Linked DNA regions of Mus musculus: region 2 is linked to region 1. Evidence: chromatin contacts called from public HiChIP or PLAC-seq data. All regions are on one chromosome and are shown on one strand. Each heading gives the region's core, a stretch centred on a gene start, on an enhancer-like site or on the middle of the called end of the contact. The rest is flanking DNA. Distances are from core to core; before and after follow the strand shown.

Evidence for each region. HiChIP or PLAC-seq counts read pairs in DNA pulled down with a chosen protein or histone mark.
Region 2: an H3K27ac HiChIP or PLAC-seq map of embryonic stem cells shows a contact between it and region 1, with 5 read pairs. The contact joins the promoter of Ninj2 here to the promoter of Erc1 in region 1. A contact is called at or near these places in 2 of 39 promoter capture datasets (fetal liver and hematopoietic stem and progenitor cells) and 3 of 115 datasets of contacts at active chromatin or transcription factors (embryonic stem cells and memory CD8 T cells).

Annotation. Positions count from the first base shown.
Region 1 is chr6:119,844,249-119,849,789 of GRCm38.p6, reverse strand. Erc1 (ELKS/RAB6-interacting/CAST family member 1) reads left to right here and starts at 1,640. Exons shown (of 21, transcript NM_053204.2): 1 at 1,640-1,913. 3110021A11Rik (RIKEN cDNA 3110021A11 gene) reads right to left here and starts at 1,597. Exons shown (of 1, transcript NR_030776.1): 1 at 761-1,597.
Region 2 is chr6:120,091,679-120,097,003 of GRCm38.p6, reverse strand. It overlaps Ninj2 (ninjurin 2), which reads right to left and starts at 3,624. Exons shown (of 4, transcript NM_016718.2): 1 at 3,546-3,624. The coding sequence starts at 3,578.

The DNA.
Region 1 (5,541 bases), core at 391-2,890:
CTCTCTCTCTCTCTCTCTCTCTCTCTCTCTCTCTCTCTGTGTGTGTGTGTAAGGAACCAGAGTATGACATCAGGTGTCTTCCTCTATTGCCCTCTGCCTTGTTGCCTTGAGACAGGGTCTTTCACTGCATCAGAAGCTCATCTTTTGGGATCAATCTGTCCTCCTTCTGCAGTGCTGGTGTTACAGATACTTGAAGCCATGCCTGGGTTTTATGTGGGTGCTGGGGATTCAAACTTAGGTTCTCCTGCTTGTAGAGCAAATGCTCGTATCCACTAAGTCATCTTCCCAGCCCCAGAAACGAAATCTTTGAAGATTCTTTTCTGGCTGCTGAATAGTCCCGTTTAGCTGCACACTCTCTAACAATTGGCTGTCATATGTTAGATGTACTGAAGGGGAATCAGTTTAGTGTGCCCAAGGAGCTGTAATGACCCAAGTGCATTTTGGAAGGGAACAATTAGAGAATCTGGAAAGGACAAAATATAGTTTGGTGGATGAACGTGAATACTACAGGATGGGGGAAGATGTTAATGGGATTAGGAAGAGTGTAAGCCGGTTAATTATGATGGTGGGAGGTTAGGGATGAGTAAACCGGTGAGTCTTAGCTCCTCTCATCTCAAAGGCATTTCAAATTAGCTTAATAAGCGCTGTGAGTATGGGGATGAGTGTAATTCACACCACCCTTGGATTTTCGGCTTAGAGATAGCTTATCTACATTTTTAAGATTAGTAACTATGTGTTGCCCCCACCTCCGTATTTTTTTTTTTTTTTTTTTTTTGGCTTGCTCTTGACAAAAGGCAAAGGTTGAAATTCAGCAGCAGAAAACTGGGCTGTCTAAAATAAGGTAGCAGCTGCTTTGTAGTTCGCCTTGCTTGGTGTGAGGGCTAAATAAAAAAGGTAACGCGGTGAAGCATTTGGCACAGTACACTGCATGTGGACATCAGGTTCCGCCCACACTCTTCCTCCCTGGAATGATCCTTGCAAAAAAAGCCACCTACTGAGGCGAGGGTCTTTTGCCATGACCGCTTGGACAGCCCAGATGACTCAAGAGTATTATTGCCTTCCACAGCCTCACAGCGCAAAAGCCAAGGGTGAGAGAAGCTAACTTCTCTTGGACAAAGGGTGTCCAGGCAGCCGTGGCTCTAATGACAAGCCCTGAGCTATTTATTTCCTAAGGTGGCGGCCGTCCCAGGGTTCGGGTAACGGGCTTGCCAAGGAAGGGGCGGGGCGACTCCAGGTTTGGGAAAGGCCACTCCACTCCTGGGGCTTCCAGCAGTCCACGTCCTACGGCAAGCAGGAGGAGACAAACGCCGCCCCTCCTCGTCCGCACCTTCCTCGCTCAATATCGCGGCCCGGGCTCCCGGTGGACGCTCGGCCGTGGGTGTGGGTGTGGGTGTGTGTGTGAGGGGCGGCGCTACGTGTGGCGCAACCCTGCCTCGGCACCCAGTTACCTTCGCGGCCTCGGAGCGCCGCACTTGTCGATCCTGGCGCGCGGTCCCGTGGAGCGGCGTAGCGGGGCGCTTCCCAGTGGGACGAGGGAAAGCCCAGCGGCCCGGGAGAGCGGGAGGCGGGGCGAGGGCGCCGCGCGGGCGACAGGGGGTGGGGCTAGGTGTGCGCGGGGGGCGGGGCGTGGTGACGTCGCGGGCGCCGGTCGTGCTGTGGCGGTGGCGGCGGCGGCGGCGGCTGTGGTAGTGTCGGCGGCAGGCTGTCCGGGAAGCAGTAGCAGCAACCGCAGCAGCAGCGGCGGCCCTGAGGAGAGTAAGGCGGCCGCGTCGGCAGCGGCTCGCTCGTCAGGCGGAACCTCGATCTGCCCAGAGGTCGCAGGCGCCGAGGCATTTGTCGTTTCCTACCCGGCTCGGCGCTCCCGGCCCTGGCTGGGCAGGGCAGAGCGCCCCTGGGGAGGGGCGGAGCTGTAGGTGAGGCTTGGGGACCCCTCCCCCTCCTTTTTGGGCCGGGGGTGGGGAGGAGGATGGGGAGGTCGGGAGGGCGGACCCCGCCCCAGCGCACCCGAGCCCACCGGCGGCCGCGCCCTGCGGAGCTCCCGGATTGGGCGGGAGCGAAGGCGCTGGCGGTAAGGATCGCTGCTGGAGGTGGGAGGTGGGGGGCTTCTGGCCCACCGAGAGCCGAGGGTGGGAGGCATGATGTGGGGCTATTGGGGAGCCCTGGAGTTGGGGTGCGGCCAAGGTGGATCGGATGTAAAATGTTTAAGATGATCTTATTATTTTGAACCTGGTTAGATAGAAGAGGAAAGGTTGTATTTCAGATGGAAAATGAGGCATGGATGTCGCCTTGGAGGTAGCTGGAGGGGCTACTGCAGCAGATCTCACATTGCCACTCTAGGGTTTTGGTTCTTTTCTTGGTCAGATGAGTAGAATTCGCTGAGGGAAGAGAATCCCTTTGCGTTGACTTGGGGTTGGTAAATTGGGAGCGCGAGTGAGTGAGGTTTTTACACACAAGAAGGAAGATGTTGGTGTTTAGACAACTTCATTCTATAGCAACCAACCATGAAGGAGTGAGTCTCATTACTCTTAGCCCCTCAAAAGTGCTATCAGCCTTTTCTTTTCCTTGCCCCCCTCAACCCCCTCTCCTGTGCTTGATCTCTTTGTACCATTTTTCATTTTTGAGTTGACCCGTTAAGAAAAGGCCCTGGACTCAGAGTAATAGTTGCAGGTGGTTGTGGCTGATTGCTTTGAGCGAACTGTGAACAGTTCTGTTGGAGATGACTGTATGAAATTGCTTAAGCGTTTAAAGTGCAACTGTCTCTTACATCTTGTTTTTCAATAGACCTTGATACATTTTGCGTTTATTTAATCATTATGTGTGTGTGCCTGGCATACACACGATAGATTACTCCCTCCCTCTTTGAGGTCAAAGGTCAAAGCTTTTGGGACTTGGTTCTCCCACTGTGGATGGCTGGGATCAAACTTTGGTTATTAGACTTGTGACATAAGCACTTTTTTCTGTTGAGTTATCTGGATGTCCCTATTTTTCCGATTCTTCTTCTGTCTCAGCCTTCCAAGTGTGAGATTAGACATGATCTGGCTTTCTTGAAGATCGATTTTATTTTTTTATTTTCAGGTGTACTTACTGTTGTCTCCCCCCCCCCCCCTTTTTCTTTGGTTTTGTTGTTTTCCGAGACCTGATTTCTCAGTGTAGCCCTGGCTATCTTAGAACTCGCTCTGCCCACCAGGCTGGCCTGCTTCTGTCTCCCAAGTGCTAGAGTTAATGGCATGTGCCACCACACCTGGCTTTATTTCAGTCTTTACTAAATATTAAAAAATGAAATAGAAATTGTTCTTTACGTAAGTACCTCCATTTCTAAGGAATATTGTCAGAGTCAAGGGATTTTACAATGTTCTGGTACCCTGTGGGAACATGTATCGTACGTTGTTGGGAGACATTACTAAGGCGAACAGTGTCCATCAGCATTTTACTCTTTACCACAATAAACCTAAGTCTTTTTTGGATTCTTGTTTTCTATTAGATTATTGTAGTCACGTGCCTTATCATTTATGACAAAATATTTCTTGTTAAGAAAATAGGCCATTTGATGGATATATATTGTAATATAATGAGAGGCACAGCACTCAGTAGTTCACTTATAAAAGAAGAGAAACTGCTATAAAATCAAATTTAAACAGCAACTTTCCTAACACTTACCTAATTTACTTGGGGAAGTGTCCAGGGGAGTGCTTTTCTGTAACTCAAGAGAGAAACACATAGGTTAGGTTCAGTAGTTCTCCAACTGACTGTTTTTCATGCTAACTTCATGAACAGACTTTCATCTACCAGAAAAAATAACTACCTGTAGAGAGATTGGTAGGAAACGGAGGCAAAGATAGTTAATTGATAAAGTGTATAGATCAATTTATAGTCTGATGATCTGACTTCCACTTTTGGGCTCCTCAGGCACCTGCACTCATTCACGTCATTCACACTCTCCATCCTTCCTATAACTGAGCATAAAATAAATCTTAAATGTCTTGTAGCAAATGTGGTGGCTCACACCTGTAATTCCAGCTTAGGAGGCTGAGATTGCCTTGAGTTTGAAGCTAGCCTGGGCTACAAAGTGAGTTCCAGCTCTTACTGAGCTACAGTGTAGAATTGTCTTTTTGTTTGTTTTTTTAAATTAAGGTGATTTGCCTCTTATTCCCTGTGCTATACTTGTTGAGTCCACTGAAGTTTTTCTTCATTGCTAAAGTCATAGAGTACTATGTCAGTCTTGTAATTCAGCTTCAAACTAGAAATTTAAAAGTGAAGGTTCTCAGAGAAACAGCCGTTTTATGCTGTTTACACTTTGTAGGAAGGAGGATGGGAGTTGTTGAATGCATTTTTGTATAAGGTATCAGAAACACTGATGGAGAAAGCAGGGAACACAGTGCTATAGGGAATCAAATAAGTCATCGGCTATTTTGAGAGCGATGGGCCATGATTATGTGGAGTATAATTGAATTGTATGGTGCTTGAGGTTCTCCGTGTTTTGGAGTGTGAGTGTCCAGTCCTGGCCTTGCCATTGTGTAGTGTAAGGCATATTGCTGCTTAAGCTTAGGTTGTTTTCCTTTTCAAGACAAGGTGTCTCTGAATAGCACTGGCTGTCCTGGAACTAGCTCTGTAGATTAGGTTGGCTTTGAACTCAGATCCTCCTGCCTTTGCCTCCCAAGTGCTGGGACTAAAGTATGTGCCACCGTGCCTGGCCTTAACCTTAACTTCTTTTTAAAAAAAAAGATACATTTTTATATATGCATATATGTGAGTTTATGTATAGCACATGTATGCAGAGGGCCAGAGGGCATCAGCTCTCTTAGAGCTAAGATATAACATAAACTGTTATAAATTGCCTGATGTGGGTGCTGGGGCAGAACCCATGACTCTTGAAAGAGAATAAATGCTCTTAGCTGTTGAGCCATCTCTCCAGCCCTAATTTCTGAACTCTAACCTCTGCCTAAAGTCTTCTGAAGAATTAGAATAATAGTAATAGTATTTAACCTCTTAGGATGGCTAAACGAGTTAATGTAGTTGAGACTGTTTTGACATATAATTAGCTTGGTAACACCTTTTGAACTTTATTCCTTAAGCATTATTTACTCATTCAGTTCAGATATATATTTTGAAGGCTGGGCGATGTTTCAGTAGGTATAGGCAGTTGTTGCCAGGCTGAACACTTGAGTTCAGGCCGCAGGACCGACATGATAGGAGAGAACTGATTCCTACAAGTTTTCGTCTGGCCTTCACATGTTCACCATACACACATGCACCAGTGCACATACAAATAGAAAATAAATAATGTAATTATTTAAAAAAACACACATATAAAACATTGAGCATGTACTATGTGCCAGGTGTTTTAGGTGCTAAAACTCTAGTAGGGGACAAGGCAGAAAAAAAAGTTGAAATCACAGAGGCTGGAGAGATGGCTCAGTGGTTAAGAACACGGACTGCTTTTCCTGAGATCAATTCCCAGCAACCACATGGTGGCTCACAGCCATCTGTAATGGGGTCCAATGCACCCTCCTGGTGTGTCTGAAGGCAGCTACAGTGTACTTG
Region 2 (5,325 bases), core at 2,375-4,874, 250 kb before region 1:
CTCCCTTAAGCCTAGGCTGTGGGACTCTAAGACAGGAAGAGAGGAAGCTCAAGGTAATCTTGTGTACCGTAACACCCTGTGGAACACAAGCAAGCACACACACACACACACACACACACACACACACACGCACACACACACACCCATGCACACACCCATGCACACACTCACACACGAATGTGTACATGCACTAAAACAGAACATTCATGAACCAGGAAGATCAGGAGTTCAAGCCTTAGATGCACAGGGAAACTGATGACAGTCTGAGCTATATAAAACCTGTCTTAACAAAACAAAGCAAAAAAAGCAAACAACAAACTCCCCAATTAAATAGAAAATAAGAGCAATTAAATGAATGTAAGCTGAAAAAGGAATAATTAAAAAGTACAGAGTAGAACTCAACAAGGCAAACATCTCTGTCTCTCTGTCTCTGTCTGTCTCTTTGTCTCTCTCTCTCTGTCTCTTTCTCTCTGTCTCTCTGTCTCTCTCTCGAGTGTGTGTGGTGTGTGTGTGTGTGTGTGTGTGTGTGTGTGATCAGAAGGCCCCCTTGGATTTGGATTTTCACCTTTCACCTTATTTGGAGCTGGATCTCAGTTGTCTGGCACTGCACATGGGGCTAGCTGACCCATGGACGTCTAGGGATGAGTCTGTCTCTGTCTCTCATCCCACCATAGAAGCACTAGGAGAGCAGATTCTGCCATGACTGGCTTTCGGTGGAGTCTAGGGATTTGAACTCAGGTCCTCACAACTGCACGGCAAGCTCTTTACCCATGAAGCCATTCCTCCTGCTCAGTTTTCCCCTCTCCCTGGTGCTAACAACCATTGAACCTAGGGCCTCACACGTGCTAGATGAAAGCATGACCACTGAGCTAGGTTTACAGCCTTTACTCTGTTTTTCAGGCAGGGTGTGTCTTTTGCCCGACTGACCTCAGTTATTTGCTACTATGTCCAGCTGATGGAAACTAAACTTGACACAGGAAGATGGATTCATTGTTGTAAAGATGTCAGGCCTTCTCAGTTTGATCTATGGATTCACAACAATCCCAGTCAAAATAAAAAATCTCTAGCTATCAGCAATATGCCTACAGTGTATAGGTAGAGGCAAACACCTAGGTCTAGACCAGCTAATTATATAATGTTGGAAGAAAACAAGAGAGAGACTTATATCAAGGAAACTCAAGAGTCACTATAAATCTATAGAGAGGGAGACAATATACTATTGGCAATAGAACAGATCAGTGGGGCAGTGGAGCCCACAAATAAATACATACAAATACAGTCAATTGTGTTTGGAAAGAGGAAGGAAGCTAGTGTGTGTGTATGTGTGTGTGTGTGTGTGTGTGTGTGTGTGTATGTTTTGTGGAGAGCGAGATACAGAGAGCAATGGGGGTTAATATGATCAAAACCTATTGTATACATGTAGTAATCTCACAGTGAAACTCACTATTTTATACAATTAGTGTATGCTGATGAAAATATCTAAAGGTAAATGAACTGTTAGTTATGATGGCCCATGTCTGTCCTCCCAGAACGTAGGAAGCCTATGCAGAAGGACTGCCAACGTTTAAGGCCAGCCTAGGCGATGTAGAAAGGAAACGGCTGGGGTGGGGGTCAGTTGGGGAGGGGATGGGAAAGAATAGAATAAAGGACAAGGAAAGAAAAAGAAAGGAATAAACTAGCAAATCCAGGCACTGGACTGTTACCCAGTCCTGAAAAGAGCTATGCTAGAGCTTCAAGATGGCTCAGTGGGGAAAGTGCTTGCCTCTCATGCACAAAGACCCGAGTTCAATCCCCAGAACTCACTTGAACAATAACAAAACCTTATCATGGTGATGTGTGCTTAGAGTCCCAGCATTGAGGAGATGGAAAGAGGCATGTCCCAACTGGCTAGCCATTAAGAGACCCTGTTCCAAAGAAAAAGTGAGCAGCACCAGAGAAATGACATCACAGATTGTCCTCAGCCCTCAGTCCTCTCTGCGCACTCACATATGTGTGCACATGCAACCACATACATATATGAACTCCCCCAGATACATACACAAACAAATAAGCAGTCAAGACATGGCGAAATCTTAGGTTGCTAAGTGAGGGAAGCCAAACTGAAAAGTCTAATTTGTTTAATCTCAATGATATGATGGTACTAGAACAGGTAAACCTGGAAGAGACCTGATTGGTGATTGTCAGGGCCTGGGAAGGGTAAATGGGTTGGTGGGGGAAGTAACTGTGGTACTGTAGGGGTGGAAACGGGTGGATTTGTGCTGACTCACAGTGGACACTTTGATGGAGGGACGGTAGGTTCTAGTTGGGGAATGTACTTTGCATGTGTAAGGGCAGGGTTTTTTCGGGAGTTCCCTGTTCCTTTAAGTGTACTATGAACCTAAACCTGCTCTAAATGCATTCCAAAAGTAGAGAGGATGCAGCAGAGAGACAGAGTGTGTGCTGAGCCTGTGGGAGGCCCTGAGTGTCCAAAATGGCAAACTCACACATCTTCCACAAGAGCAGGAAGCCGACCAATCTCTCCAGCTCAGGTCAAGCATATACTAGTTTGGGAGCTTGTGTTTAGTCTAAAGATCATGTTTTGGTATCAAACATTCTTGATCTTAAAAGTCCTTTCCTGGGGGCTAGAAAGATGGCTCAGTGGTTCAGGGCACTTGTTGCTCTTGCAGAGAGGGTCTGGGTTCAATTTCCATCAGTTCGCAGCAACCACGTGGTGGTTCATGACCATAAGTAATTCCAGTTCCTAAAAACCCAGCACTGTCCTCCGATCTCCACAGGTACCAGGCATGCATGTGGCGTAGATACAGATACAGGCAAAATACTCATAAACACAAAAATAAATCTAAAAAGGATTTTTTAGAAAGTCCTTTTCTGCCGTTTAATTGTCTGACTCTTGGAAAAGTTAACATGCAATTTACAGCTGATGCTACTCTGTCTGATTGGCTCTCTGCCCTTGCTAGAACCTTCCATTTTTTCTAGTGCCTTCCAGGCCTGTAACACCAAGGGCAGGACACCTGACTATCTTCCTAGTACGTGGTTGCCTACTTCATGCTGCTGTTGCCTGAATGAGACACTGTCTGTCCCACACAAGAGAGCCTTATAGACTCAGGTCTCAGAAAAGTTTAGGTTTTTCCAACCTATAAAAATATAGAGTTGGCCACTTGCCTCTCTTACTCTCTCTAAAACCCCAGCTTTGTATTTTCTTGTCTCTAAGAGGACAGCCAGCCGGGCAGCTCTCATGTAGCAGTCACTGTGCCAGGGCTTGGAGGAAAGCACTGCACAGAATATGAAATCATTTTCTGATAACACAGATCTTATTAGCTCTTTGACTAGAGGAAGCAGAGGCTGAGAGGAATTGAAATTTCACGTCTAACAACATGTGAGGAACCAGCCAGGGGTATCAAAATGGGACTAAAGAGCAAAGGCCAGTGTGTTCAGAGAAGGGGGTGAGGAAGAGAGAGAGAGTAGAGGTTGGGATGGCTATCAATGCCACCTTCACAACCGCTCCCAGGATCCCCCCACCCCTCTTGGCTTCCCACAGAACTTACTTGAAGGTGGATGGTTTCTCGGTCTGACTCCATCTTGCTGCCCTGGGGCCACTCGCCACCCTCCGAGTGTCTGCAGTTTGCGTGGATTTTTCAGCTGGGCAGTCTGGGCTTATGGCTCTTCTGAGGTGGGAGAAAGCGCTGCTGCAAGACAGACCAGCTATTCATCCGTGGATGTGGGATGCTTGGCTTGGCCTCAACCCCTGGGGGGAGGTGCACACGTGTGCGAGTGTCTGCCCCGCATGTGGCATATTGAGAGGTGGCCTTTTGAGTTGTCCCTCGAATCCCAGCCAGGCCATCTGAGGTGACTGGCGCCTGCCTGCTTTGAGGCAGTTAGGTTTGCTACTGAAAACATAATTCTGCATGTTTACCAAGGAAATCGGAGGACAGCTCTAACGGGGTTTTCACACAGCACACTAGTTGCTCAGAGTAGGGTGTCAGGTCACCAATCGTGGGATGGCTTCAGCCCAATCCCAAGACATGAGGTTCAGAGGTTTCTCCCTTCCTCTCCCTCGTTCTGTTTGTACCCTCCGTTCCTAAGAGAGGGAGAGAGGAGGGAGTAGCTTACCAGGTAGGATGCAAAGCTACAAGGTCAGTAATACAAATTGGTACCTTCGTCTTCTCTGAGCAGGACAGAGCTTTGAGAGCACAGGGGACGCTGCACCTTCAAATCCTCTTGACCAGGCCAGCAGCATTCCCCTCACTTATAAAAGAGAGCTAGGACAGTCAGACTTTTTTTTTTTTTTTGGAAACTGATTATTTCTTCTGTTTACCTTAGAACCTAAAACACTTCTGTCTTGTTCCTAGACCTGTTTTAGATCCAAACTGCTGTGGTGGGAGTCTGTGAGTGTGGTAGACGATGGCTGCCAGGGAGAATTTCCATTCAGGGTAATGGGAGGTGGGAATGGGGCAGGGCAGAGCTGGGCATTTATTCTTACCAGTCTCACATGGGAAAAGGAGAGGGGGTGGGGTTAGATGATGCCTGAGAATTATGTCAAGTGAACAAGATTACCCATCATGCCCTACCTCCCACAGCTATATATGTGTCAGTCAGCTTTCTGTCACCGTGACAACATCCTTAGGACAATCAATCCACCTTTGGTTCATGGGTACAGAGATTTCAGTTCTTGGTTGGCAGGCCCTGCTCTTTGGAGTGGGTAGCAGCAGGCCTAAATCATGTAAGAATGTGTTACAGAGGAAGTCTGTTCACCTCCTGGCAGCAGGGAGTAAATGGAAAAAGGGAGAGGGAAGGAAGGGTTCTAATACCCCTTCAAGAGCCGGCCCTCCAATAACCTAGCTTCCTCCCGCTGGCTCCCACCCACCCCCACTGCTTCCCATTAGCATGGTGATGACCAAATCTTCAACATAAGGGCTGTGGGAGAGGTTCACTATTCTGTCTGATAGGCGCTATCCTCAGTGCTTAGCATACACTGCTCTTCGTAATCATTCTGGAAGTTCCTTTCCATTCTTACCACTGTTTTATAGCAGAAGAAACTGAAGCCCAGGAGGCAAAGCAGGAGCTCAGGGTTGACCCAAGATTCGAACCCCAGAAATCTGGATCTCCATAAAGCACACATTTAGTTTAAAGAGGAGACACTTCCACACTCCCGAGGCCTGCTCTCCCTTCCTCTGCCTTCTTTCCCTCATAATTGAGGATGACAAAGGGAAGCCCAGCTCTTTTGTCTTTGTCTCATCATCTTCTGTGGAATTCTAGGATAATAACTCAAAGGGAGAGATAGAGAAACTTGAAAATCCTCTTTAGCGATAAAACCCATCAAAAATA